Linked DNA regions of Sus scrofa: region 1 is linked to region 2. Evidence: chromatin contacts called from public HiChIP or PLAC-seq data. All regions are on one chromosome and are shown on one strand. The core of a region is the stretch at or near the end of the contact, and the rest is flanking DNA. Distances in the headings are between cores, read along the strand shown.

What was found. HiChIP or PLAC-seq counts read pairs in DNA pulled down with a chosen protein or histone mark.
Region 1: an H3K27ac HiChIP or PLAC-seq map of alveolar macrophages shows a contact between it and region 2. The contact joins the promoter of PIGV here to the promoter of DHDDS in region 2. A contact is called at or near these places in 1 of 5 promoter capture datasets (fetal liver) and 1 of 2 datasets of contacts at active chromatin or transcription factors (alveolar macrophages).

Annotation. Positions count from the first base shown.
Region 1 is chr6:84,128,403-84,131,982 of Sscrofa11.1, forward strand. PIGV (GPI mannosyltransferase 2) reads left to right here and starts at 1,509. Exons shown (of 4, transcript XM_003356221.4): 1 at 1,509-1,611.
Region 2 is chr6:83,821,311-83,824,920 of Sscrofa11.1, forward strand. It overlaps DHDDS (dehydrodolichyl diphosphate synthase subunit), which reads left to right and starts at 1,952. Exons shown (of 9, transcript NM_001244123.1): 1 at 1,952-1,993; 2 at 2,574-2,650. The coding sequence starts at 2,588.

The DNA.
Region 1 (3,580 bases), core at 259-2,758, 310 kb after region 2:
AGGAAACAGAGCGGAAGAGGAGGGGGTGGGTAGTTGAGAAGGAAAGGAAGGAGAAATTGCAAGAAAGTAGAGCTGAAGATCTGAAGGATGACAGCTGAGCTTTAGAAAACATTCTGACTTGTCAGAAGAGGCCCCTGTCCTTTTTACAAATAGATTTTTGAGGAAACTTGATGTGGACAGAGGGAACCTTAAGAATGCATGTCTTTCTCACAAAGGAAGGATAGTTCATTTCTCAATTTTGTTTCTGCAAACAGAGTGCTGCTTGGAGCCTCATAGACTTCTAGAGATTCAAGCCACAACCTTAGGCCCCAGTCAGCAGTGTGCCCCACAGCTTTGCTGATTCACTCACATGCCTCTGGAGCTTTTGAGAACAAGGTATGTCACCATAAAACCTGGGAGAAGAGTCTTTTAAACTCCATTTTACCCCTTCTCCTCCAACACACCAGGATGAAAATGTGATTTATCCACCTTAAACGCAACAAAACCTGAGGAAGTTTAGGTCTCAGGACCTAAAATGAGCAATAAAGAATCAAAAGATCCAGTCTCTGGCCCCCCAGAACTGCTGTGGGCTAGTTGTCATTGCTTGGAGAGATAGCAAACAGTTCTTTTGTTCCCACCCTATTAGCTGCTGCGGAAGATAAACCCCTCCCTCAGCCAGGGCTGTGGCCAGAAGCTAACACAGACCCTAGCTTCGTTTGGAGGGCAGATAACTGAAACCACAGAGGGCTTTGGAATCCTGAGAAATGAGAAATCCACCAACGGAGAAGGATTTATTATCTATTTCCTTTAAGGAGGGTGCAAAGTTGTTCTAACAGTTTCCGTTACAGGGGCACCAACTGGCCGCTCCTCCCTAACAGACAGTTTTGTTGAGTTAGCTGCTTCTTCTTTTTTTTTTTTCTTTTTTGGCCCCGCTTCCTACGAGAGAAACTGCTTGAAGGAGTCCCGGGGCGGTGTGGGGGGGTCCTCTAAAGTTTCCTTCACCATCCTCATTAGTCACCTGAGCTGGGGCTGAGGACCGAAGCAGGACAGGTCTTTAGTAGCTGGAGGAGGGGAAAGCCAGGGGGAACCCCCACTTTCTTCACAACCAGGACGCACGGTGCCGCTGCTGGCCACAGAAACCCCAAAAGGCTTCTTTTTCTATTCAAAGAAGAACAGCTATTGCTCCAGGCCCTGTGCTGACCTGTTGTTGCCGAACAGCAGGGAAAGTGCGGCTCGGGCTTCTGCGAAGAGGCCGCAGGGCAGCCCCCAACTCCGAGAGCCTCGGCCCACAGGGCAACTCAGTTGGTGTTTGCGGGGCGGAACTGGGCCAAGAGCATCGACTCTAAGCCAGCAGCCCCGACGGGCTAAATGAAGGCGGGGGAAGGGGCTTGAGGAGTTGGAATTCCTCAGGTGTCACCAAGGCAGGAAGGTGCCAATGCGGGGGTGGGGTGGGGGTGGGGTTGGCGCGGAACCGCGAGATCCTTCGTCCCCGCCCCACTCGCCCGGAGTCAACATGGCCGCCGCGGAGGGGGGCGGGGCAGCTCAGAATCCCGGCAGGAGCGGGGCGGGGCCGCCATCGGCGGAGCCAGTGCGCAGGCGCGACCGCTCGGGGCCCCGGATGGACGAGCTAAGGTTCGGGCCCCGCCTGGGAGGTTGAGAGCAGCGGGTGCCGGGGACCCGGCGCCAGCTTGGGAGCCTAGGAGTTCCAGGGGGAGGGAAGTTGTCAAACGGAGGCCGAGGGAAATGAGGCGGAGGCCGCGAGAAGCGAGGAGCCCCGCCCCTCCGCCATAGCGGCCTCCCAGTGCCGCCTCTTCCTTTACAGCCTGCAGCCCGCCCCTGCCTTCCGGCCCTAGGCCGGACCGGGCCCCACCGGTTCCCTCGGGAGTTAACCGCTGAGCCGTGTCCCCTTTGTGGAGAGGAGATGCCCAGTCCCTGGTTGGGACTACGTCCGAAAAGGAGAACGCGAGAACGGGCTTCGGACCCGGCTGGGCTTGGGAAAGATGGCCTCTGCCTCGCGGCAGCTAGCAAAACCTCTGGTCCTGAGGACCTTGGGTCAGAGCGACCTCCCTACCCCACAGAGGATGTTAATCTTATCCAGAGAAACTAGGGCTCCAATTCCACAGGTTTTCCTATCGGCCCAGATTGGGCCCTCCCTGCCTTGAGTACAAACAGCAAGAGCTTGCGCTGTCAGACAAGTACTGGGCTTGGAGACCCGGCTTGTAATCCAGTTTCTGGAAGACTGCAACCCTTTTGGCAGGAGTGAGGGCTGGTAGACTATGAGGTTTCAGAAGGGAAAAAAAGGAAAAGAAAAGACATTCTCTTTAAATATTGCTTTGGCTGTGCCACCTGACCCCAGCGAGCCTCAGTTTCCACATCCATAAAATGGCGATTGTAATTACACAGGCCTCATGGGGTGTAATGAGATCTCTGGTGGAAAAACTCTGGAGATTTTATTACCCTGGGCATATTTATCTCACAGGAAAACAGGGTAAAACTGGTTGCTCTCTAAGTGCCCTGCCAGTTCAGAATCTGTGATTTCGTTAGAGGGGTTGTTGGGAAGTGAGGCCCTCAATGAGCAGAGAGGGAGCTCACTGGTTTTATTTTCACTCGGTTTACCTGTAAGTTAAGGGTAGGCTGCACGTCTTCTGTTGTCGCTGGGTCTAGAGCTTGACTCTAGAGAGAGGAAAGGAAGAATGGAAGCCTGGTGAAGAGGCAGAGGTGGGTTACGTGCTCTTCTGTTCCCAACTCCTCTGCATGTGGGTGGGAAGTGAAAGAAGGGAAAAAGTGAATAAACGCTAGGATAGGCAACCAGCGGACGTGTGAGGCTGGCTGTGCCTGTTCCCGCGAATCCTTTCGATTCAGCGAGTCAGATATTGGAACTGTTGGGTAGATTCACAAACTACCGCTGCTCTCTGGGGATTTCAGAAGCTTGCTTTTGAACTGAATTTTGATGAGCAAACCCGTTTGGCGTTGGGAGCCCCTCCCTTCCTCCTGGCCTCCTGGTGATGGAGTAAGCAACAGGCGCCCCCTTGTGCTGAGGAAAGAGAACTGTTGCTCATGGCAGGTTTTTCTGGAGATATTGTATTATTTTCCTGTGGCTTTTGTGACTTCTGTCGTTTTGCTCTCAACGTGAGATATGGTGGGAGGAATACTCGGAGCAGTGATTTTTGTATCCGGAGCCAATGAACTGGTGAAGCTGTATCTAGTTCTTGCCAGCTCCACTCAGTCAGAACACAGGCTCAGAATGCCTGTTTGTAATGCTAGGCCCTGAGGGTATAGTTAGGAGCAAAATGGACAAAAGCCCCTGCCCTCATAAAACAACGTAAATAAGCAACAGCAATAAAGATGACCAGGCAGAGTGTAACGAGAGCATATCACATAGTCTAGTGAGGGTCAGAGAAGAATTCCAGAAACAAGTGATACCTAAAAGTTTGATAGGTATTAGCCAGTTGGAAAGAAAAGTTTTCCAGGCCACGTATGTGGCATATGGAAGTTCCTGGGCCAGATTCTTTTTTTTTTTTTTTTTTTTTTGGCTTTTTTAGGCCCGCGCCCATGGCATATGGAGGTTCCCAGGCTAGGGGTCCAATAAGCTACAGCTGCT
Region 2 (3,610 bases), core at 702-3,201:
GGAGTGAATCTTGAAAGTTCAGTCTTTTTAGCACCTTATTACCATGGATTTTTGTTTCTAGTTAAGGCCTCTTGTCCTTTCCTTGGAAGCTGCCACATTCAAGAGGGGATTAAGGGCTTGGCATGCATAAGAATGGGTTTGCCTGTGCCACTGGCTGGGATGAAAGGATGGGGCCATGGCTTGGGGCATGAGACTCTAATAATACTTTGTCCCTTGCTCCTCAAAGCCCTTTACAAATCTTAATTAATTAACCCCCTGCAGCAACTCGAGGAGGGAAATATGTGGATCTGGGGAAATTGAGGCCAGAGGAGATACACTGACTAGCTATAAACACACATTCACATTTTGGTTTTAGCCTAATGAACATTGTATTTTTAAATACCTAGCTCCCTTTAAGTGAAGGAGGGTCTAAAAAAGACTTGGAGACAAACCAACTATTACAAAGTGCAAGAAAACATTAACAGAATTTTCATACATCACACTAGGGACTTATTACCAAAAGTCAAAGCTGACCACAGATGTTAAAAGTAGCACCTATTTTGTTTAAGTAAATGGTTTTCCTGCAAAATTGAAGTAATTGGCTAGGCAGAAACTAACCTGGATGCAAAGCAGGATGGGTGGAAAAGCTTAATAGACATTCATGGGTGAGTTACTCATTTTAGAGTACTTTAATCATTTCACTCTGTTGAAAGCAACTCATCAGAAAAAATAGGAGACACAGGTAGTGAGCTGGGGGTTGCCACTGCAATATCGTCCTTGCCTTGTTTCCTTGATAAAACTAATCCCAAGTAAAACTACAAGAAGGTTCTTAGGTAAAGTTTGTTTTTTTCCCCCTAATATATATATATTTTTTCCCATATATATATATATTTTTTTTCCCATATATATATATATATATATATATTTTTTTTTTTTTTTTTCTTTTTAGGGCTGCACCAGGGCATATGGAAGTTCACAGGCTAGGGGTCTAATCGGAGCTGCAGCTGCCAGCCTACACCACAGCTACAGCAATATCAGATCCAAGCCGCATCTCCGGCCTATGCATCGGACTGCTGCAACACCAAATCTCTAACCCACTGAGTGAGGCCAGGGATCAAACCAAACTCTTCTTGGATTCTAGTCAGGATGCTTACTGCTGAGCCACACAGGACTCTCCTATAATTCTGAGGAAACCAAACTCCCAATTTCTTTTGTAAGTTAGTACCTCAAACTTCTGCAACCCTTTTCCTTAAAGATTTGGTACAGAATGAATGCCCTTGATTTTTCTGTCAGGGTTAGTCGATGGTCTCTTAGATTTCAGAAGCCATCCTTCCGGCTTTAACCTCTTTTTTTTTTTTTTTTTTTTTTTTTTTTTTGAGTTCTTTGGGGTAGGGCCTGAGAATGCAAATCCAAAAATCTTGAATGCCTTATGTCAGCACAAAATGGATTGGTATTAAATGCCTCTGTGAGACTGGCTAGGGCTAGGAACTTCGCAAATGATTAAATCCACTCAAAAACCGTATAAAACCAGGATTTTTAAGACTTATACCAGAGTTCTAAAGCCAGTTCTGAGAACTTCTGGCTGGCAGGACGCTGCCTTAGCCCTTTTAAATCCAAAACTGCCATCAGTGGCGGAGAAGTCGCTGCCTTTCAGAAACTAGCCCTGTAACCTAACCGGCCGGAAGGTCTACAGACTTCTGGGCTCTCTCAGGTGGTCCGAACCCTGCCTTCCTCAGCCCTGTTCTCAGCACGCGGCCCATAGGAGTGCCCTCCCAGTTCCGTCACGCGAGCGCAACTTTTCCCCTTTGCCCCGCCCCTCCCCGGGAATGTGAACTGCCAGGAACTCTCGCGCCTCTCCTCCTCCGAACGCGCAGGCGCAGGCCAGGGCCCCGCCCGTTAGGTGACCGGAGGGGCGTGTCCCAGCGCCCGTCGATGACGTGTTCTTCCAGCGCCACATCGTGAGAAAGTGTCCGTCCACTAGAGCGATTGGAAGGCGCCGGCGGAACCTGTCAAGGTGCTGTGTTCAAGGGGTGGGCTAGAGGAGAGAGATGACTGGACTGGAGGCAGCTGTGGTAGGGACAAAGAAGGCAGTGGAAGAGACAAGTGAGGGAGTAAGGGAGTAAATAATTGGGAAACCTCTCAGGTAAGAGGGGTAACGGGTGCTACAGCTGAAGGGGTTAGTGACCTGGAGCGCCGAGAGTAGGAAACGGCCTGGGGAGAAGATGAAGAAGGAAGAAGGGGAAAGGATCAGGGTATAGACAACACAATGTGGATGTGGCAGGAAGCAGGCTTACATGTTCACAAAAAGGCAATGCAGACACAGAAAAAAAGGGGATGGGAGCAAAGTCCACCAAGCTCAGAGACACAAGGAAAGGCCTCTGTCCCAAAAGTCCCATTGGCTTATAAACTCTGGGTGGTGAAAGACTAGAGGTTTAGACCAGCATTTTTGGATTCTAATGCTGGCCACTCTATACTGTTCTGGTGAATCTCTGCAAGTCAGCCATGGTTGTTTGCAAGCCATGGAGACGTCTGATTCTCTTTCTTGTTTATACAAGGTGACCTGGTTGGTGTCTAATTGTTCTTTGCTTCTCCAGCTGGCGCAAGAACTATGTCATGGATCAAGGAAGGAGAGCTGTCATTTTGGGAGCGGTTCTGTGCAAATATTATAAAGGTGAGCAATGGCCCACAGCACCATTTGGCTTTCTGGTCAATTGTGTAATCTTATATCAAAACCTGTTGTTAAAATTGAGTAATCCATGATGTTTATGGATTTGTGATAAAATTTAGTAATGGTGTCAAAGTCAGAATTGCAGGTAAGTTCCAGGTCTACCTTTCCGGAAGATCATTGCCCTAGTTCTCACATTTTCAGGAAGGCCGGGACCTCCCAATATCGATGGGTAGCATAGACCTTAACTTGAAATTTGTTTCCTTAGAAATTTGATCTGTTATTCCTAGTAGTATCCTCTGGGTCTAGATAAAATAGTTTTTCCCTGATGTGGCAATAGAGTGTAATGGTTAAGACTTGGGGCTCTGTAGGCAGAGAATGAATGGAAGTCCTGTTCTTTTTTTTTTTTTTTTTTTTTTGTCTTTTGTCCTTTTAGGGCCACACCCGCGGTATATGGAGTTTCCCAGGCAAGGGGTCTAATCGGAGCTACAGCTGCCAGCCTACACCACAGCCGCAGCAATGCTAGATCCGAGCCGCAAAATCATGGTTCCTGGTTGTATTCGTTTCCGCTGTGCCATGACGGGAACTCCCTGTTCTATCATTTATTAACCATGTGGCTTTCTATGGTCGTTTTGAGTTTTAAGGAAACTAATAAAATCAGCACAAGTTCTTAATTATTATTACGGCTGTCTTTCAACCATTTGAAGACTACAGACACTCTGTTTCCTACACTCCCCTGGGTTTTCTAGATCTTCCGTCTGCTTTTTCTCTAGGAATCACAACTGTGTTATATCCTCCGTATATGAAAAGTTTGAAATTGGAGCCAGTCAGCTTGGTTTTATTTTTCAGCCTCAGGCTCTCAAGCAGCAGTAGCAATGAATTTATGAGTCATTAAGCTTTGTATCCACACACATACTTCCACACAAATGCCAAGTGATGTCAGGCAGGCCAGCAAATGAAGAGCAA